Linked DNA regions of Mus musculus: regions 1, 2, 3, 4 and 6 are each linked to region 5. Evidence: chromatin contacts called from public Hi-C and promoter capture Hi-C data. All regions are on one chromosome and are shown on one strand. The core of a region is the stretch at or near the end of the contact, and the rest is flanking DNA. Distances in the headings are between cores, read along the strand shown. Region 1 holds the start of Gcc2 (GRIP and coiled-coil domain containing 2). Region 2 holds the start of Hsf2 (heat shock factor 2). Region 3 holds the start of Serinc1 (serine incorporator 1). Region 4 holds the start of Ascc3 (activating signal cointegrator 1 complex subunit 3). Region 5 holds the start of Asf1a (anti-silencing function 1A histone chaperone). Region 6 holds the start of Ranbp2 (RAN binding protein 2).

Evidence for each region. Promoter capture Hi-C pulls out the DNA fragments that hold promoters and counts their contacts. Hi-C and Micro-C count contacts between places; a contact is called where the count stands out from the background.
Region 1: a promoter capture Hi-C map of pre-B cells shows a contact between it and region 5. The contact joins the promoter of Gcc2 here to the promoter of Asf1a in region 5. A contact is called at or near these places in 2 of 39 promoter capture datasets (cranial neural crest and pre-B cells).
Region 2: a promoter capture Hi-C map of pre-B cells shows a contact between it and region 5. The contact joins the promoter of Hsf2 here to the promoter of Asf1a in region 5. A contact is called at or near these places in 6 of 39 promoter capture datasets (the HPC-7 cell line, cranial neural crest, frontonasal cranial neural crest and 3 more) and 1 of 484 Hi-C or Micro-C datasets (cortical neurons).
Region 3: a promoter capture Hi-C map of pre-B cells shows a contact between it and region 5. The contact joins the promoter of Serinc1 here to the promoter of Asf1a in region 5. A contact is called at or near these places in 5 of 39 promoter capture datasets (the 3T3-L1 cell line, cranial neural crest, maxillary cranial neural crest and 2 more) and 2 of 484 Hi-C or Micro-C datasets (CD4 T cells and embryonic stem cells).
Region 4: a Hi-C map of rod photoreceptor shows a contact between it and region 5, with 5 times the contacts expected there. The contact joins the promoter of Ascc3 here to the promoter of Asf1a in region 5. A contact is called at or near these places in 1 of 39 promoter capture datasets (pre-B cells) and 1 of 484 Hi-C or Micro-C datasets (rod photoreceptor).
Region 6: a contact with region 5 is called in a promoter capture Hi-C map of pre-B cells. The contact joins the promoter of Ranbp2 here to the promoter of Asf1a in region 5. A contact is called at or near these places in 2 of 39 promoter capture datasets (cranial neural crest and pre-B cells).

The regions. Positions count from the first base shown.
Region 1 is chr10:58,253,232-58,256,808 of GRCm38.p6, reverse strand. Gcc2 (GRIP and coiled-coil domain containing 2) reads right to left here and starts at 1,283. Exons shown (of 23, transcript NM_027375.2): 1 at 1,238-1,283; 2 at 927-980. The coding sequence starts at 1,243.
Region 2 is chr10:57,484,384-57,487,817 of GRCm38.p6, reverse strand. It overlaps Hsf2 (heat shock factor 2), which reads right to left and starts at 1,433. Exons shown (of 12, transcript NM_008297.3): 1 at 1,217-1,433. The coding sequence starts at 1,309. 4930467K11Rik (RIKEN cDNA 4930467K11 gene) reads left to right here and starts at 1,465. Exons shown (of 4, transcript NR_045353.1): 1 at 1,465-1,635; 2 at 2,744-2,779.
Region 3 is chr10:57,530,550-57,534,108 of GRCm38.p6, reverse strand. Serinc1 (serine incorporator 1) reads left to right here and starts at 1,580. Exons shown (of 9, transcript NM_019760.3): 1 at 1,580-1,752. The coding sequence starts at 1,714.
Region 4 is chr10:50,591,162-50,594,846 of GRCm38.p6, reverse strand. Ascc3 (activating signal cointegrator 1 complex subunit 3) reads right to left here and starts at 2,178. Exons shown (of 42, transcript NM_198007.2): 1 at 1,950-2,178.
Region 5 is chr10:53,595,233-53,598,422 of GRCm38.p6, reverse strand. It overlaps Asf1a (anti-silencing function 1A histone chaperone), which reads right to left and starts at 1,462. Exons shown (of 4, transcript NM_025541.3): 1 at 1,125-1,462. The coding sequence starts at 1,233. The region is part of intron 7 of Mcm9 (minichromosome maintenance 9 homologous recombination repair factor); the gene reads left to right.
Region 6 is chr10:58,444,766-58,448,373 of GRCm38.p6, reverse strand. It overlaps Ranbp2 (RAN binding protein 2), which reads right to left and starts at 1,522. Exons shown (of 29, transcript NM_011240.3): 1 at 1,323-1,522. The coding sequence starts at 1,394.

The DNA of each region.
Region 1 (3,577 bases), core at 34-2,533, 4.7 Mb before region 5:
AGTCGTATTATTGAGTTTTAAAACCCATGCTTTTAGTACGGCCACCAAAAGAAACACAGTGTCTGCCGAAAACCAAAGAGAGACACTCTAAACAGTTGAGCCAGTCACATTTTTTAAATTGAGAAACGTAACTTCAATAACTAAAAGTAATTAGGTGAATGGAAAATCAAACCAAAACCCCAGCACAAAACTCTTACAGAGAACACTGAGTTCTCTAGCTGTACAAGAAGGGCTTGGAACTCAAGATTTCTCGAGCTGTAGAACTCATTCTGTTGGAAGCTAACAACATAACTACATTCACAGGTGAATCGGGTCACATTTAGACTTCAACTAAAATATTAGGGTTTACTAACTGAAAATTACTTAATCTTTGTGCACAACGTTTCCTCATCTGCAGAATGAGAATAGGGAAGATACGTATTTCAGGAAGCTTACCTGAAAGAATCTGTTACTTCAGCAAATGCCTAGAAATCAGTCTTCAAACACTACATTTTGGTAATAAATTGTGCCCCTACCTTTCTGAATCACTTAGCATAAAACATTGCACAGTGCTGTAAGAACAACCTTATTCCACCCTCAACTCTGGAGCTGGAGCCAACAGGATATAGTTCCTTGCTTCTTCCTGCCTCTTATCTAATCCCCTCGGCTTCGTGTCACTGTGTAAACTTTCATTAAACAGACTAGCTAAATGTTTGAAATACAGCATCGTGCTAACAAGGAGCAGGAAGTAAACAAACTGCTCGCACATCAGGAAATTTAAAAAAGAACAGGAAATCTGTAAGTAAATTAAAATGAAACTCCCTGAGGAAAGGTTAGTTCTTTTTTTTTTTTTTTTTTTTTTTTAAATAATTCTCCCCATGCCAAAGTTTTCCGATTCATTAACCTTATGCGCTACAGGGAACCAGGCGGCTGAGTGCTCTCCTCACCTTGGATTTCGGGGTCCCGGAGGGTGCTGCAGCTACGGCATCTGGAGCAGAATCCTGTAAAACAAACCATAAAAAGAGCTCATCCCAATTCCAGGTACAAGGCGCGGCCAAACAAATCTGTGCAGAGGAGGACCCCTTTAGGCGGTAGGGACCGGAGCTGGGCCGTCGCCACGGCCGGAGCCAGCACCAGGTTCAATGCCAAGCGCCGCGGCGGGGGTCTGGGCGCGAGGGCGGGGACAGGGTGCTCCCATGCCCTCCCACCCCTCGAGCGGCACAGCGGGCCAGCGGGGCGGCGCGACGCCCACCGTTACCTCCATCGCGGCTGCGACCCGCGGCTGCCTCCACCGCCTCTTCAGGAGTCTCGGCTGCTCCGCCTCCGAGGCTGCCGAGCGCGGGTCAAAGGTCTCGTTACGAGGCGACTACGCCTCCCCGCGTCTCCAAGGCTACGCAGAGCTGGCACTTCCGCTTCCTCCTTGGTGTCCGGGAGGAAGTCGTCTTTGCGCAGGTCCCCTGGCCGGTGCCGGAACGCGCTGAGTCGCCCTGCACTACTACCCTGTGCCAGGTGACAGGTTTGAGCACACGTTCCTTTGATCACTTCGTTTTCTAATTTTTAAAGATGTGCTTTACAAATATAACTATCCCGACTAGCAGGCATATGTGAAACAAATAGTTTTATAGGTGACTTTAATTCTGTCATGTTCAAAATAGGTTCCTCTGTGAGTAGTAATAAGGAATAAATTACTGAATCCGTTACTTTCTCAGGAGTTTCAAAATGCTGGCATGCTGTCTCTGTATTGCTAAATATTAATTTGCCGGCTGAGGTGCTTCTCGTGTTGTTTATATTGTCAACTTGAAAGGATCTAGAATCATCTAGGAGAGAGCCTCTAGACATGTATGTGAAATTTATCTAGATTAGATTACTTGAGCTATGGAGACCCCCAGTAACTGTGGGTGGCAGCATTCCACAGACTGGTAACCCTGGTTGCATAAAAAAGGATAACTCAGACTGAATTCCAGCATTCACTTCAAAGAACCCATCGAGGTCACAGTGTGGGAAGGTACACGTGACTAGTCTGATGAGGGCCCTCCCTTGTGGTTACGAATGAGAGAAGACAGGGTAAAGAGATTCCAGGTTCTGTCAAGAGTCCTGCAGGCCTTCTTTTTCCTTGTAGTTGCTCACAAGGGGATGAAGGCAAGATAAGGAAGATAAAACCAATCCAAACCCCAGAGGACTCTAGAGAAGGAAGATACTACAATATAGATTTTCGTTGTTATTGTCTAATAGAACACGTTTAGACTGACCTAGACCCTAAAATAATGCCTGATATTTTTCTATAGTTAAGCCTGGCCTAAACATAAACTAGAGGACAGAGCAAGTGGCCGCTGGTGGCGAATATTAATTAACATGTTGTATTTTCATAGGTGAGAGGGTGTTTTTCAGCAGGTTTTTCAGGTTGTCTACTTCCAGGTGTAGACATACACTAATTGCAGGTATAGGCCTTCAAGCAGTTGGGCCCTCACCCCCAAGTAGAGCCAGAGCGTTTTCCAAGTTCCGTATGGGAAAAGCCAGGTGTTTTTGTTGGTTTTGATCATGGCTTCTGGAAGTCATATGGCATGACCTTTACAAAATATAAAGACATCAAATTCCCTGGTAATACCGTGAGGGGAGAAAATCATTACCCCCTGTCAGTCCTCAGTCCCAATACACAGCCCAGCAAGCGGCTGTGTGCCTTCTCTCTTATTTCTCTGATCCTTCAGGAACAGTTATTTTTTTCAGTTTTACAGTGGTGGACCAAATTCCTTCTGTTCGTCAGGTTTCTTGCACTATTTAAATTCAGTGAGAAGCTGGGTCTAGAGGTGGGATTTTCCTGTAGATACATTTTTTTTTTAAATCTTAAATTGCCCTCTGACTGAAACATCATGATTTGTATCATGCTGGTCTCCTAACTTTGTATTCAGAGAAAGGAGAACAGCAAAATAGCCCAAGGTAAAAAGCATTAGGTTCTTGAAAAGAGCTGAAGAGTAAACTATTCCCAAAAGAGAGTACAATTGTTTACCCCTTGAAATAAGAACAGCTTCAGTACCCTGAGCTAGCACCGATTTGAATATAAGCTCCCTGAGGACTAGGTTTCTTGGTACCTGAAGGCACCATGTAAGCTTCCAGAGAAGGGAACAACAGTCCTTTCCGGCTATGCCACCTTTGAACCACATCCACCAGCACAGCCTGGTAATCAGAGTTCAGTATGACAAGTATGCCTTGGACTTCATTGGACTAATTTGACTTAAGACCTGCTCAACAAGAGGGAAGCCATGCCTCATGGAAACCAACCTAACTACTCAGTGCTACTTAAGTTGTGGTTGTTGGAGGAGAGTCTACAACCATTAATTTACTAAGCCAGCATAACCCCCAGCAATATAAATACTTGTACCCTCAGATGAGTATAGTCTTTACCCCTCATCAAGGAAACTTTTCTTTGCAACAGGTGGAGCCACTAAGAAACCCACAGTCTATCAGTATTCAGAGTATGGAGCTCAGTCCCAAGGGATCTGGCTACAAAATACTCCCACACCTCAGGCTCAGAGAAAATTGAGGAGGAAGGGGTGGAAAGATTTTGAGAGGCAGAGAATCAGGAAGTATGGTGTGAGATTCT
Region 2 (3,434 bases), core at 184-2,683, 3.9 Mb before region 5:
CACACGAAAATTAAATCCTAGAAAGAAATTTTTAAAACTTGGCACTAATACTCAGCAAAAATTCAGTGACATAGTTGTCCAAATATCAGGTATATTCTATTGCTGTTACCTCCTAAAAGCAGGCAAGGGTGAAAACTAGTTTTAACAACAGAAAAGGGCACAAATGAAACGGAGGAGATAACATTTATTTGACATATAGCTAGGTATTTCCCACTTACTCATCTCAAAAACTGTGAACATGAAAATACCCTGAATAAGTCATCAACTCCAGTAAGAGGAGCCGATCCCCTTCATGAAGAGATTTGAACAATCCAAGCATTGCGAGTCTAGCAAAGGAAAGGCACAAGTGATGTAAAGAATCACTCTGCAAAGAATCTTTGTGTGGAACTGGGGGGAGGGGGTCTTGGGTCACCTAGGCAACGCATCAATCTAACACATAACTTAGACCAGGCAAGATACCGGGCTTGATTAAGGTCATCTTTATTTATAAGGAGGATCTGGATCAAACTGATCAAGGCAACCACAAACCACTATGCCGGCAACTATTCTGTGAAATTTAACGACTCGGTTTTTAACTCCAAGCCGCTAAGTTACTAAGCATAGTCTACAGGCACTTTTACTTGAATTATTTTAAAGAAACGACCCAGTCTCAAAACAATAACTGGGAAATTTCTATGTTAAAACTACATAAATAAAATACATAAATAAAATTTAAAAGCTCAAGGCAAGAGCAGTCGGAGTCTGCACATTTTCCCATTATCATCATAAAAGATCCCAGACGCCAGGGCAAGCAATCCCCGCGGAGGTGATTTCTTTAGATAAGACCTGTGCTCGCTCACTAGCCCGCTCGCCCGCTCTCCCGGGGCTCCGCGACCTCCGCGCCCCGCGGCGAGCAGACGACTGAGGATGAGTGTGCAGAACGCGCCGCCGGGGCCGGTTCCGAGCTCCCCGGGCCGGCGGGACCGTTACCAGGGCGCCCCTCCCCCACGGCGCGCGGCCGGAGGAGAACGGAGCCTGCGGGGCCCGGCTCGCCGCGCACACAAAGCCGGGGGTCCGCGCGAGGTGGGGAGGCCGCGCGCCGCCGCAGGCCGCGGGAGAAGCCGAGCCCAGCCCAGCCCAGCCCAACCCAGCCCAGCCGAGCCGAGCCGAAACGAGCCGAGCCGAGCCGAGCCGGTTCGACAAGGGGGACCCGAGGCCACCGCGTCCCCGACCCTACCTGACTCCAGGTGATGAACTCGTTGGTGTGGGTTTCCTCCACAAGCGTCCACAGCTTGCTGAGGAAAGCCGGCACGTTGGAACTCTGCTTCATTGTTAGCCCGGTGCAGGGATTCCAAATTCTACTACCGAACGCGGAGGTCGCAGCGGCGGCGGCGGCGGCGGCGGCGGCAGCAGCGGCGGTGGCAGCAGCTGCTGCTCCGGGGAACGCACACCACGCAGGCGCGGCGGATCTCGGGCTCCGCCCCCTCGGCGCCGCGGGGCGCGCGGTGAAGGCGGAGAGACCCCGCGGCCGCACGTGATGGACAAGGCTTCGCGCTCCACCCCTGCGCTCTACTCCCGCGCCCGGTCTCAGCGAGTCCAATCCAAGGCTTCGGATGCACTACAGAGCAAAGCGATTGGCTGCTGCCGCGAGGAGGGGTGGGCCCAAGAGTGGTTCAGCCTTCTCTGTTACCTTTTAGGCAGGGTACTCTCTTAGGGAATGATATTGGGTCCAGGGAAACCTTGTTTAGTGGATTCGCATGGAAAGGGTTTGGGTGCACCGGCTGTGGCTGGCAGAGTGCAGAGAAGCCCAAGGGCAGTTGACTCATAAGTTTGACCGGCGAAGAGTAATTTGCTCCAATCTAAAGGAAGGAATACATCACATGGGGCAGTGAGCTGCTTGTGAGCAGATGTGCTAGGCCCCTGGTTGAAACTATCTTAAAGACAATGAGCTTTTCTATACATTTTTCATGGGGAGAAAAATAGCTCATTTAAGGACAGTTTTATCAAAACCTGAAGCATGAATAATAGTTCCCTATTTGTGAAGTACTTGCTATTGTGTGTGTGTGTGTGTGTGTGTGTGTGTGTGTGTGTGTGTACTATTAGGAGCCAGCATCTGTTAAGAGCATCTTATATGCTTTTCTCAACTCAGCAAGCATCAGGTGCCTGTCATAAGCCCAGTTCAAAAGCAACGAGTCTAGTTTTAGAGTATCTGAGTCAAAATGATTGTTCTGCATGTACCTCACAGGGGTTTCCTCAGGCAAAATGTGATTCGGAACAGCTTCTTGAGCGAAATTTCCCATTTCTTCATTGACAATAAGACTTTCTACCCGTGAAGAGTAGCTATAATAACGTGGATCTCTGAAAAAAAGATTTTTTAAAAAACTTTTTTTGTTGTTGTTTTGTTTTGTTTGTTACTTAATAGCTGATCATAGTGTCTGGAATCTGTAAGTCAAGCACTCTGGAGGCTGAGGTAGAACTGTGGAGCAGTGGAGGTCAACCTGGGTTAAATAGTGAGCTCCAGGTATCCTGGGCTAATGGCAAGAAATATAGATAGATAGATAGATAGATAGATAGATAGATAGATAGATAGACAGACAGACAACTTTTTCAGTAAGCATATACTGAACACAGTCATACAGCACTGTTTGGATATATGATGGGGATATATGATGGGGTAACTGTGATTTTAAAAAAAAAGACTAATATTTGATGAGGTCTTATGTGACAAGGGCTTTGCATGTCTTATCCTATTTAATCCTCACAGCAACCCAAAGAGGAAGCTTCAAAGGGTCTGATTCAGGTTGGTACAAATTCTATTCAACCAGTTACACAAAGCTAATCAGAACCAACTCTGTAGCCAGATTCCCAGAGTGGGTTAGCTAGAAGTTTCCAAGCACATTCCAATGCGATGATGGGTTGCTTTACCTCAGTTTGGGAATATTTTCAGTCCCAGAGCCTCACAGAGAAAATGGCAGTGAAAATCCTGCTGTAGTTACAGCAGATAAAGCCCTAGGAAAGCGTTTCCTCTTCTGGTCCGTCACTGCATGCTTACAAATCTAAACAGCCACTTCCAGACTGGAAACTACCCAATGGTGTCCCATGTTTCTAGAATAAGTCCTGCCCTGTTATAATGGCACAGATCTTTTGTGATCCCATGACCATCGTCCTGTCCACTCATTGTCAATCTCTGTTCATGTCTTTGTCACACTTGGTAGCTGTACTGCAGGTAAGAAGAATTCATATTCTTTCACGTCTCTATTAATTCTGGCATGCTGTTAGCTCTGTCATGTGCTTAGCCTGCAGGGACAAGCAGAATTCCACACAGAATTTATGACGACTCTTCTTGTTTGTCAGGTTGACTACATCTGGAATTTAATAAAAACCCAAGTGGCTGGGTACACCAATGAGGGGGGTTTCTTGATTGAATAATCTTAGGTGGAAAGATGCACCCTAAA
Region 3 (3,559 bases), core at 331-2,830, 3.9 Mb before region 5:
TTGTTTTCCCTCCCTCCCTCCCTCCCTCCCTCCCTCCCTCCCTCCCTCCCTCCCTCCCTCCCTCTCTCCCTCCCTCCCTTCTGTTTTTGCAGTGATAAAATACTCTCATCAAAGAAGCTTAGAGAGTGAGGGCTTATTTTAGCTCGTAAGTCAAGGTTATAGCCCATCACAGCTCTGTTCACAATTAAGGCCCATATCAATTAGAGTAACCAGGATGATCCTGCATAGGCATGGCCAGAGATGAACCTAGATTCTGTCAAGTTGACAATACTAACTGTAACAGCTAGTGTCTTCACAACTTATACTGAAAACAGAGTTTTACACTTGGGCGAAAGAGTATAGAGGTCACATTATCAATCAGAGGAGGTACAAATAGCCTCTACGTGATAGTTTATGTCTTGAAATGTTGGGCTCTACTTTCAGGACTCTTGTAACTACAATGGTTCCCAGTCTTCCATATCTATCTCCAACTACAAATGGACTCACTGAACATTTTGTAGCTCTGTGTGTTCTGTTTTTTTCTTTTTGTTTTTTGTTTTTTGTTTTTTGAATCTTGAACTTCCAAATACTAGGGAACGGATACCAGAGACTTTACAGATTTGCATGCTCAAAACACACAGGCTGATTATCTTCTGTTTTCAATTTTATCCCCACTCTTTGGTCTGTGTTAGTTAACAGTTGTAGTTCTGCCAGATTGATAAGGGTTACTCCACCCCTCTATATGCGTTTTTTGTCAATTTTATGAGACATCTTTATTTTAAAATATTTATAGTAATGGGTATTTCAAAGTGATGTCTGTGTACCAAACTCTTCTCATGGAATGTTTTCAAGGGCAAATTACAGAAAAATAAGAATCGACACTTTTCTATGAACACAGCCCAAACATACACATCAAAACAAGGATGTCAATTGTATGTCCGGATAGCTGTTAATAAACCCCTATACTATAATAAATGTCTTAACTAAGTGAACCCTTTTTCAAGTACATGTTAAAATGTGTCTCAATAGTAAACAAAAGAACGGAAAGGCCCAAACTTGCGGGGGAAATACACACACACACACACACACACACACACACACACACATACACACACACACACACACACGCGCGCATATATATATACGGACACATATATATGTACACACAGATATATATTATATACATATATACATACATATATGTATATATATGATATATAACATACATACACACACACACACACACACACACACACACACACATATATACACACACCAGTGAAACTTGTTCCACATAGTGGCTGCAGGAGTAAAATATGTATGTTAGTAGAACAACAACAAAGAAAACAAAACTAAAAAGGGGACTTTAGTGGAAATGAGATGGCTAAATCCCAAGAGGAACCAAAAAACAGTAACAGTAGCTCTTCTAACGTCCAAATTCAAGACAATGACAGAGGCCTTCCCTAACACAGTCTTCTTTACTTGGCAAAGTAGGCCCACTCCATGAAGCCACAAATCTAGCATCGCTGAAGACCACGCCCTTCCTCTCGGCGCATTGCGCACGCCCGGCAGCAGTCACCGGGTCCAGGTCTGAGCGGAAGTGACGCACGCGAAGCTGAGGGGCTTGTGCGTCTGCGCCGGAAGTGCCTGCCAGACAGTAAATAAGCCCAGAAAAAGGACGAAAGAAGCTGTCTCCATCTTGTCGGCACGCGCCGAGCTGGTGACGCGGCGGCGATGGGGAGCGTTCTGGGGCTGTGCTCCGTGGCGAGCTGGGTAAGGCGACCTGGGGCTCGCGGCCCGTGCGAGCTGGGTTTATCCGCCCTCCTCCGGTCTTTGCGGCTCCGCTTCGGGGCTGGAGCCTAGTGAGGGTGAGGCCGGGCGGAGCGGGGCGTCTCCCGAGCAATGGCTTTCTCTCTCGTGGGAGCCTCGGCCGTCGCCGTTCCAGCTCCTTCCTCCCACGGGCACTGAGTTTCTCCTTGTCACCCCGATTCCGGCGACCTCGCACTGCGGCACTGTCATTCCCGGAGGCCTCTTTTGTTCTGACACGCAGCCGCCAGGGAGTCGGGCCCGTTATTTGGGACATCTCGACAAGTGTCGACGTAGTCTTACCGGGTTTTTTTTGTTCTTGTTTTTAATACAGAAGTCAAATTCCCTTACTACGTACCTTTTTCGGTTTTGTTTGCTTTGATTCTTATATTTCCAAATTTATGTTTCTAGAAAAGGTGTTCAGGTCTGTGGGTACTGATTTTTTTTTTTTTTGACGTAAAACATGAACGTGCAATCTGAAAGTTGATGCTATAGGAAGGGTATGTTGCATTTTCGTGAGGCAGTACAATCCTCTAGAACAGTGGCAAGATTTCGTAAACCAGATGGCACAGATGACCCCGTTCTCTAATAGACAAAACATTGGCAGAGCAGTTTATAATAAAAAGCTTCATTGCTTTGGGTGAGGTATTTGGATTCAAATCTTATTCTTTGGCCAATGATTTCTAAGTTTAACTCGGAACAATCTTTTTTAACTAAATCATCCCTTTGTGTATATGTAACCAATGTACTGGCTAGTTTACATGCCTCATCATTTGAAAACTGCTTTGGTATGATATGACGAGAATTATGCTTAGTTTTTACTCAATACTGTTTGTAAGTCCAATGAGCTATTCCCTTATATTTTGCTATTTGCAGTTGGATAAGGAAATTTGACCTCGGAGAGCCTAATTGAGTCTGTTGACCCCTTTATACAGAAGGCAAAATTAAGTGTAGTAAAACTTAATAAATAGGAGCTGGGGAGATGACTCAGCTTGCTGCTTTTGCTAGATTATGGAGTTTAGTTACCAGCACCCACACATTCGGCAGTTCACTGCTTGTAACTCCAGTTCCAGGGAATCTCACACCCCCTGTCTACTCTCCACTGACAGTTGGCTCCCATGGGCACATACTCCCACACATAAGACACATATGCATACACATAACAATTGTAAGTAGTTATTATAAAATGTTTCCTTGGTTTGTTTGTTAGGATGTTGAGTTATTTAATTTGTAATACTAGAATTAGCTTGGTTGTGGTGTGGGCACACAGCAATTCCATTGAGACCATAGAGTTAGAGGGATATGAATTCTCCATTTTATTATTTTCCAGTTTAGTTTTGAGCACTGTTGTTGTTGTTGTTCTCTTTTGTCTTTTTAAGTTTTAAGGAATTTTTGTATATGTGTGTTTTAAGTCAAAATAGCTTTGGAGAACACCATTGGATACATTGCATGACTACATCTACAACTTAGATTGACACTTTTGTTCACGAAAGGAATGTCTTTGATGAAACTGGTGCTGTCTTGCCAGCATCATTTTATTATACCTAGGTACACTGAAGAGGTTGCAACAATAGCAGGGTTAGGTATGACTGGAACTAGGGGGCAAGTTGTTCATCATGATGCACCTTTCTTCTGACTCATCTGGAGGTTCATGGTGTGAAGTTTGAATCATACCTTTTGTTCAGTGTGCTCCTTTTAACTATTAGATTTCAGTGTATATCTGTAAGTAGAATTTGTATTAGGAGGTACACCTCCATCTTTTCCAACTCCCAAG
Region 4 (3,685 bases), core at 929-3,428, 3.0 Mb after region 5:
AGTGCCTCCCTCCTCCCTATCTCCCCTGAGTGTGTGTGTGTGTGTGTGTGTGTGTGTGTACAAATGTAAACATGCGTTCGGTGAACATATATAGAAGATTTAATATTAGGTGATAAAGGAGAAATGAAATCAAGTAATAGACATTGTAGAGCTTTTTTTCCATTTTAATTGTTATTTTTTTCATTTTTTGTGGGGAATAAGTGAGTTAAAATATATGTGCTAGTGAAAATGTAAAATTCAACGTAAAGCTCTACAGTTTCAGAATTCTCTAACTGTATAATACCTCCGTTGAGGTGGAGACTTCAGATATGGCTCATTGTTCCTCATGACATTTATTTACAAGTTCTTTGTAATGAAGTTTTGGGAGTACTTCATATTTTGGGTTTTCAGATTTGGAATTCTCAGATTCCTTATTGTCTCCTCTGTAATTCTTCATTTATTTCTGGAGATGTTCATGAGCTAAAATTTTAACTGCGCATACTCACTTTCTCAAAGTTGAAAACTGTACTTATACAAACTATCCTCAAGAAAGATGTATTAGAGTAAAAAGTTTATTCTGTTACCATATAGGCTCTTTATAAAAATGTTTTGTATGTAGACTTTCTATATCCTATGCCAGACATGAGGTATCAATACAACCAATGTAAATACTAGAAAAAAATGAAAACGCTTCCAGCCAGAAATTTGTTTCCAATTATTAATTTAAACATCCCTTCTAAAAGAGTGTTTGCTAGTTAACTATACAAAGTTCTGTGAGAACAGGGACTTTCTATGTCCTACACCTCCCACAGTGCTAGGGAATGAATGAAGAGTGAACAAATGAATGAATTAATGAATGAACCAAGTTTTTTAGAAAAAATTATTCAACAAGGATCAAGAAAACTAAGTCTTGCAAAATTAATTCACTCATGTAAATAACACTAAGCTACACTTAACTGACATCTCTATGAATATTTTAATGCAACACAGTATTATCTTTGTGGATGGCTTACTTATGCAGTGGGTTTCATAGAATAAAGTAATCCTTTTTTTTTTTTAGGTTTTTTTTTTTTTTTTTTTTTGAGGCAGTGTAGCCCTGGCTGTCCTAGACCAGGCTGGCCTCGAACTCAGAAATCCGCCTGCCTCTGCCTCCCAAGTGCTGGGATTAAAGGCGTGCGCCATCACGCCCGGCGCAACACCAGTATTATAATCGTCATGACGTGAAAAACTAAATACAAAACATGAGCTAGAGCACGTCCAGCCTAGACTCAGAAGCGGAATTTGAGAACAATCAAACTCAGAAAACAAACGTTTCAGCTTATGAATCTGAAAAGGGGGTAGATATAGTTGACTGTTCTAATTTTTATCCAGGAACAACAACAACAACAACAACAACAACAACAACAAAAACCACACCACAGGTAGCAATTAGACTGCACTTGTGATGCATATCAAACTCAGTAGACTGAACTTCTTTCTTTTAAAGGTAAAGGAAATTACAGCATCCTACCAAGAACCACTTCATCTACCCCCTTAGCATAGACACTTCTTTATTTAAAAAAAAAAAAAAATACATTCTAGAGTCCTCCGATTGTTAAATTCACCCACTGCCCTGAACTCCAGGACCCAAAGCACTCGCTCCTCTGTGTTGTGGGGGAAACCCAACCCAACAGATGTAGGCGAAGAACGACGTTGCTAGGAATGTGTAATATAAATAAGGGGAGAGGGAGGAGAAAAACAGGTTAAGCCTAGAACAGAAAATTTTTCATCTTGTGGCCATTCTGTCCTTACACGTGGGCAATCGCGCTGGAGTTTTCACCCCAACCCCCACCTACAAACTTAGGTGAGCCGGGACGCCCAGCCGAGGGATGACAGCTCGGTCCACCCGCGCTCTTCCGGACTCTGAGACCAGCCCCGCCCCGCCGCACACTCGGGCTCCGCCACCCGCGCCCTCCCTCTCCCTAGCTCACCTCAGCCCCGCCGCCACGCGCGCCTCCGGCCTCCTGGAGGTTTGCTTCCTCTTCTCACTCCGGCGGAGCGGAGCGGAGGGCTGCGCCCCGACCTCCTCCGCAGCACACGCGGGCCGGCGGGGGTCGCTCGCTGTCACGCCTTAGCGCGCGAGGGCTGCCCAGCTGGCACTGACCCACAAACCCACACACCCGCGCCGAGCGACGGAGGGGCGGGGCGGGCGCCGGCCATACGTCACCGACCGCGACGCCAACGTCGCCACGTCAGCACCCGGCCGCCCTCGGCCCCGCCCATGCGGGGGTTGGCGTCGGGTGGCGTACACGCTAGCAAGTTTCAGCTCAGTTTTAGTGGTCCGACTCTTGGTTCCCTCCGGCCGACTCCCTAATCCCCGCTTGGTTCTGATAATGGCACCGAGTAATTAATTCCTATTGAAGGCAGAAACCAGTGAGTCACAGTCCCGTGGTTACTAGATGGTTCCGCCCACCTGCTCTAGGCTCAAGTTTCGATTTCCCTGAGTTTCATTATTCTCCACTTTGTACTTCTGAAGTTGTTTCTGACCTTCGAAACAAAACATCTGACGATAGCCTGGTGCGACTGGCAAATTTAGAAAAGCTAGCCTAAAAAAACTGCATTGTTGTTAAGTTTGAACTGATGAGCGAGGATACAGATGTGGTATGCATTGTCATCCTACCCTTTCAGCCCATTCTTCCCGAGACAGTTGTCCTAAAACTCACCAGAACCCTGTTTTATAGAAGCAGCATTGGTTGAATAATAAACATAACTTGCCAAACCCACTGGAAGTTCTGTATACCAGACTGAGGTAAGAAGACCTCAATAGCGATAGAAGCATTTCAGAAATTAAAATGAGATAACGCAGATGAAAAGAATCATGAAGTATTAATGAAACTTGGTAAGATTCACTAAGAGGAAAAGTTACTGGACTGTCAGCAATATGAAAGACCCATCTGGTGATAAAGGTTTGTCTGGTATGACCTGAACTTTATGAGGAAAACAAACAAAAACCCTTCACATTCTGAGAGTCCCTTCTAATACAATCCAAGGAACTAAATGCACTGTAGAAGCAATATATGACCATCACAGTCTCTACATTTCTCTAAGTTCCCAGTCTCTACATTTTCTAAGTAGATGCTGAATGCTTACATAATAGGGATTTGGGGGGAGGGAGACGCATTTTAGGAGAATTACTGGCTGGTTTTGCTAAAAGTTAGTCCAGTCGCATGTAGCCTTTCAAGCGTTTACAGTCTAACTCATTTTATCACCAAACTACAACTGGTGATCCCAAAGACTCTTGGTCTCACTAGAGAAAGAATTCTAGGAGAGATACAGAAGAGACTTAAGCAAAAGCAAATTCATTATAGTAAAAAAGCAGAGGCAGATATTCCCAAGTGGGAAGGCCACCTGAGAATCCAAGCAGAGGTGATGTGAGTGGCATAGAAATATTTTGCTAATCTGAGATACATAATTGTGGAATTTTCAGAAACAGAGAGAGCATTTCCATGAAGCAGGCAGGGAAGGAAGAGGGGTTTGATCAAACATAGAATTATAGTACCAAGATTGCAATTTTGGAACAGCATGTATGTTAAAAACCGCAACTATAAATAAGATGCTAATTAATTTCCAGCTGAACTTTTGGGTCTCAGAGTCTCTGCAGCATGCAGATATTACTTGTATAGAGTACAACTGAAAGTAATATCATCCTGGCACTCAATCGAGCTAG
Region 5 (3,190 bases), core at 213-2,712:
CTGTGACTTCCTTTTTACAATTTTTAAAGGTTTATTGCAATGGTTTTTATAATTAAAGTTAACATTCTACATGAAGTACATTGAAGAGATTATAAACTTTTAAATTAAAAGAGAAATTCTTTTCGTCATGATTAGGATAATACAAGGCATTTTGTCGAAATACTTTCAAGTCCCAAGATGTCCTCCTAGTTAACTAAAATTTAACACCAATGAAGTTAAACTTTTTGTTTCAAATGTTGAAAATGAAGCATTGATTTTAATAAAATCTAAGAAAAGCGTTAAGAAGCCATATTTTAGCTTTCTAAGTTCTGTATTACCTCACTATTTCGCATTTTTTAAACCGTAAAATGTACTTCAGAAAGGATTTTGCCTTCTATCTCCCAGCTAACGTTTGCATTTTCTCCATCTGCTTGGACGTGGAGTTATTTTAATTGCTTCTTCTTCACACGTTCTGGAGAAAGTCTTTCAGACTTTCTAAACGCCAGAGAAGTGCCTGGAATTGGTTAAGCACCCTGCTTCTGCTCTAGGGTGCCATGGAACTTCCCAGCCCCTCACCATTTCTCTCCGAGAGGTCTCTGTCCCCGGGGAGAGGCGGCGCACAGCATCCCGGGCGCCCGCGGAGAGCACGGCCGCCCCCCGGGAGCCAGGCGCCGAGGGGCCGAGCCCAGCGCCCGCCTTCCGCGCTGGTTGGTGGAGGGAGCCGGAGAGCGGCGCGAGGACAGCCTCGGCGGGGCTCGGGCGGGAAGGCGCGGGCCCGCTCGCCCCCGGCGGTCCGGAGCAGGCGTCGTGCCGCCGGGTAAGATGGCTCCGCTTCCCACCGGCCCAGCTTGCTCCCCACCGGGCCGTGGGGCCCTGGGGCCGCCGAGGCCGCACGACCCCCCGCCAGCGCCGCGCGAGCCGGGGGCCGCCGAGCGCCGCCCGCCGCAGACAAAGCTGACAACATGGCTCCCTCCGCCCGGCAAGTTGCTCGCAAGTTGCGGCGCGGCCGGCGTCCCTCAACTTCAAGTTTCCCTCGCATGGCCGCCCTCCCGCCGGCCGCCGGCCGCGGCCCACCCCGCGCGAGGCCGGGCCGGGAAACTTTAACGTCCGCCGCCGCAACTGACAGCCCGGCGCCACTCGCTCACCTTCAGACAGGTCCTCGATGCACTCGAAGGTGATCTCGAACTGGAACGGGTTGTAGAAAGGCGACGGGTTATCCAGCACCACTACATTGTTCACCTGAACCTTTGCCATATTTTGAAGAAAACACAAACAATGGGGCCGGGGCTGGCGGCACCACCGAGTCCCGCGCGCGGCCGCTCCGAGAGCGCAGACCCCCGCCCCGGCGCGGCGCGGCCCGACGTCGTGCAGCTGCGACTTGAGAAACTTTTTTTTCCTTTTTATTTACACGGCGGCACTCCACGGTGTTTTGCAGCTTTCCTATTTCACTAAACTACAGCCCATTCTGCCCTGATAACTAGCAGCGTTGCCCGCGATTGGCTGCCCCCGAGCTCTGACCCTCCTCCTCCAGCGAGGGCCGCGGCGGCGAGCAAGATGGGCTCCCGCTCGCAGAACGGACGGGAAACTTTCACTGCGGCTCCACCTGCTGGTGCGGACCAGGACAAAGGCGCAGAACAAAGTGAGTGGAATAGGGGCTGGGAGGCCCGCGCGGAGGCCGCCGGCGGCGGGGGAGGGGCGACGCAGGCCCCGCCCCCGCCCGGCGGGGCCGCGCCACACGTCGGGCGTGGCCGCGGCGGGACGGAGGGGGCGGGACCCGTGGGGTGGGCGGGGCCGGCGGTGGAAGCAGGAGGGCGCGAGGCGGCCCCGTGTGTGTGCGCAGCATGGGCCTTGGGGTTTTTCGGGTTTTCTTCCAGCCTTTAACGCTTCCCCCACCAGTGCCGGCGGCTTTGCTGGCTCTGCTGGATTTAGCAGATAAGGTGTGCTTTGCAGCCCTTGTCAGGCCCAACTAGCTGTCTGTGCTTCTCGCAATCGTAATGGTAGAGAATAGGGAGAAGGGCTGGTTGCAGTGGGAATAAATTGCATTTTTATAGCCCATGTCAGCTCGAAAGGAGCAAGCCATTTTGGAATTCAAGTTCTTGGCCACGACAGTGCGGTGAAATAGATACAAAATGAGGGCGGGGTGATTTTACACACACACACGCAGGCTAGAAAAAAAATATGCGATCTTCAGCTGCATGTTGGATTTCTTCCCATTTAATAACTGAAAAGATGTAAAACAAAACAAAAAAAAAGAAATAAAAGGGGGAAAACGTGATCAGTTACAGCGAGGCTTCTGTTGTTGGGGGGGCACAGAGAAAGAAGTCAAAAGTCGAGAAAATGGAAGTGTCTGAAGGCCAAAGGACAACAAATGTATTTTTGGTGGAATATGAGAAAGGAGAAAGCACAGATAACATGCCATTTGCTCTTCAAGGCATTTATAACAAACATTCATAAGTGAAAAAGTGCAGCACACCAATTCTGAGGAGACCTTCCATGCCTGTGACGCCTGTGAGACCATTTCAAGGCTGACTGGAGGAAAAGTTGCTTGTTTATGGTACTTAGCCACTGTGGGTAGACTAGGAAACAGGAAACGGAAACCTAACACCTTTGTGAATGTGAACTGATTCTTTTTACTGTGGAGGTGTTACTCATAAACCATTGGGTTCTTTTCTTTTTCCTTATAAATGAAACTACTAAACTATTCAATAAAATCCGGAGTGAAAATTATGTCTTAGTATTAATCTGCAAGTGAAGTTTCTGCTAGTGTGCAGAATTTAATTAATCTTCCTTGGACAGGTTGAGACTCAACTGGATTGCTGTGGATGATCTGTCCTTGTCCGAAGACCTTTAGTTATCATGAAGCAGGGCCTTCCATGTTTAAGGAGATTAAAGTGGGGAGAGAGCCACTTTTATTGTCAGTACGCTGGGCAATCGGTGTCCATCAGTTCAGTCACCATTGTTTTTGTGCATCAGAGTAAAAGTCACACTGTGGTAGTAGGCAAGATGACCATGGCTGGTAAATAATACACGTAGCTCTTATTAACCCTAGTTTTACATGATGTTAGCCAAGATAAAGGAAGCAGTGAGGTTGTAATATGCAGTTATGGCAGGCACCCTGGAGATTCCAACTGACTTATCAATGTGCTCTTATGTGCTTTTTACATGCTTCTTGCTGTTAGACCAGAAGTGTGTTATAAACTATAGAAGACTC
Region 6 (3,608 bases), core at 273-2,772, 4.8 Mb before region 5:
AGGGTCTTGTTTTTTTAGATTTTTAAATATCTTCAAGCATGTTAGATATCCTGGTAACAAATCCTAAATCTAATATAAACACATTTATCTAAAATGTACACCTTATAGACAGAAACCCAAAAGCACTTTCATATAACTCTTGTACCATGGCATTCTGATTTTGATCCATCAGAGGAAACTGGGTGTAAAATTTCCCACTTTGGGCATACCAGCACTAAATGAACTTGAGACTTTTAAAATCGCTTTGGGGGAGGGGTTGTAGATTTGCTGGACTGGATTATTTAACCTGCAGAAGCCATCTAAAGAAGAGACTTTAAGTAACAACAACAACAACAACAAAAATTATGCCATTTGACTTGTATGTTCATGAACTTTGGTTTATATAGATGACCATAAAACCCTCAGAGACAGAATGTAAAATATATATATATATATATATATATATATATATATATATACACAACTGAATTGGGCGTTTGTAAACAAAAATTGAAGCCCTCTGACTCTTTGTATCTCAAAGTCTGCCCTAAATGTTAACACGAATCATCCTCGGTAACACTAAATAACACTAACAAGGTCAAAATGCCGTTTACTGATGAAGAGTCTATACTGTACCAAGTTAGTTTACCAATGGTAGAACTTGATTGTTCAACACACCCCTCCCCCGCCCAAAAAATAACTGACTGTAGAGCCTCTGTACATCTCTCTCCACCGGCCAACACTCTTTAAGAACCCAAAATAAACACAACGTTAATGATCTTAAACACACACACACACACACACACACACAAAACACGTTGCGAAATAACGTTAGAAATGTTAAGGTATTGCAACTACCGCCTAGAAGGAATTCCGACTAGCAGCCTCCAAAAGGGGTTTGGGGAAGCGGGGCACAGCACTAGAAGACTTAAATTATGGGCCTTCCGTGTCGTTTATGCTGACGCGCCCTTCCTTCCCGCCCTGCTTCGTCCGTGGAGCCACCCACACAACCGTGCAAGCCCACCGCCGCGCGGTGTCAGCCTCCCCCCGAGACACGGCAGCCGTGACAGGGCCTAGCTATCCGGGAGACCGACGACGCCGGGCGGGCGGGCGGGCGAACCCCGCAGAGCGCCCCACGACGGCCTACGGAGCGGAGGCCGAAGAAGCCAGGCCCGAGTGGGCCCGCGGATAGCCATGAAGAGGAAACGCTGGCGGCCGCAGTCCCCACGCCTCCGGTGCTCAGCAGCGCCACGCCGCCCGCGACCGCCTCCACTCCAGCGGGGAGCCGAGGCCGCCGGGAGCCATGACACCGGCGCCACCGCCACCGGACCAGACCCGCTTACCTCTCGGGGCGACGGGGCGGAGCCCTGCACCGAGGCGATGTACCGCTCCACGTCGGCCTTGCTACGCCTCATCGCGCCGCGGACCAGGCTCCCCAGGAGCGGCAGACCAGCCCTGGGGCCTACAGCGACTGCGGGCTCCAGGAGGTGAGCGCCGAACACCGGTGACGCAGCTCCGTCGCGAACGGATGGGCACAGGGCGTGCGGCGCGCGTCATCACTGTGCGCCGCGCTGCGGCCTGGAGCGCCTGCTCGCTGTCACCCCGCCACGCCCGCGCTCCAGACCACGTGACCGTTTCGCAAACGATCGAGACGAACTCCCTTTCCCCGGGAAAGGCTTTATAGATTTCACTGGTGCTACGTCACAAAGCGGACCTAAAATGGCAGTGCCCTAATAAATCCGACCTTTTCGGGTGCTGCATCTGGTCAACACTTGATTTCCTTCTAAAGAGACAAACGTCGTCATTGCCTCCGGTTTCAGCAGAATAAAGGTTAATATTGGTTGAACAGTGTCTTTATGCTTAGATAAATCGGAGTGGAAATATTAGCGTTACGTGATGAGATGCACCTCACGGGGTAGTTGACGGTTAGGGGCAGAGGAGGAAGTGGTGGCTTTCCTGGCAAACAGAAACAGGCTTCACGAGGTTTTAAGAAATGATGACTTTAGGTTTCTGTTTGGGTAAGAATCGAGGCGGCCGTTAGGACGCTGTCAGCAACAATTGCCTTCAGGGGCCTGTTTTGTGACTTAACAATGAGCAGAACAGATTATATTAGAATATTAAAAGTAATAATCTCTTCGTGCTAGAGAGATGGCTCCGCAGTTAAGAGTGCTTGTTGGTCCTCTGAAGGACCGAAGTTCAGTTCTCAGCAGCCGGTTCCAGGGCATCTATCTAAATCCGGGTTCTGACCCCCGTAGAACCCACACACACACGTCCTCATGTACACACACACACACACACACACACAAAGTTTTAAGTAATAGTCTCAAGATTGTGAATAAACTGTCGTAAACGACAACTGCTGAAAAGAACCTTTGTCTGCAAAGACTGATCAAAACCGCAGTGGAGAGGTTAGAGTGGTGCAGTTCCAGATGTTAAATACCTTATTGTCAGATACAAAGGGTACCCCACCCATCCCCCAAAAATGCCACTGACTCCAAAATTGGATCTAACTTAGACTCAGTCTGGACTGTGGAGGATTTCTAGTGGTTAGGAAAAGCCTGCATTCCTTAGTAACTTGTGAAACTGTTTCCTATCTACCAAAGGAGTAATTTCCCTTACCTCTGGCAGAAATGGATTTACAGCTCTGCGCTAGCCCCCAGGCTCCCCAGTCCATACTTACAAGTACTTGTTATACAATTCAAAGCCCCCTTGCCAGCATCCTGGCTCTTTGCTTCCCTCCTCCCCAGATACATATTCCCCCATCTCCCTTCTCTCAGCTTTTCCTGAGAGAGACAACCTTTGTTGTTTGGAATAAACTTTACCTTGTCTACCCAAAGAGTGGCCGTTTCAGTCTCTTTACTGTGCCCCTTGCCCTTGCATACACTTACCTTGGACTAGGTTAGTCCCAGAACAGCATCTTGCTCACCTCTGTGTCAGAACTAACATTCTGTAAACTATAGATTAAAAATCATTGGAATCTATTAACTTAGCAGACTACCAGCTTCTACCAGCAAACAGCCCAAAATGTCAGCAGTGTCATAGGACTATAAAAAGCTTCTCCGCCTTACTGTTACTACATCTCTCATATATCAGGATATATGTTAAGCTTACCTTTATTTATATGACTTTCTTTATTCTATAAAACTTTTTCATGTTGGGTGATGGGGCTTGAGGTAACCTAAATCTGTGTTCCCAGGCTGTGTGCTTTATAAACACAGTATGATGTGGCAGGAGAGGGTGTCTTAGTGAGCCCATGTTGAGGGGTCCCGCTGAGGTGTCAACCATAGGACAGTCCTAGTATATAAAAGGAAGTTTACTTGAGGCCTGGAAGGGAGCAGAGTCTGGAGAAGAGAATAAAGTCAGAGAAAAGAAGAAGACAGTGAAGGACAGAAAAAGAAAGAGAGGAAGAGAGAAAGAAGGGAAGAGACAGGCCGGGGACATGTAGGAAGAGAGAGCATAGATGGAGAGAAAGAGGAAATAAAGAGAGGAGAGAGAGAGAGAGAGAGAGAGAGAGAGAGAGAGAGAGAGAGAGAGAGAGAGAGAGAAGCTTGAACATTCCTTACATGCCTGACTCCTGGCTTGTACCTGGCCATTGCCAGGTAACTGTTGGATGAAGCCTAGAAGATATG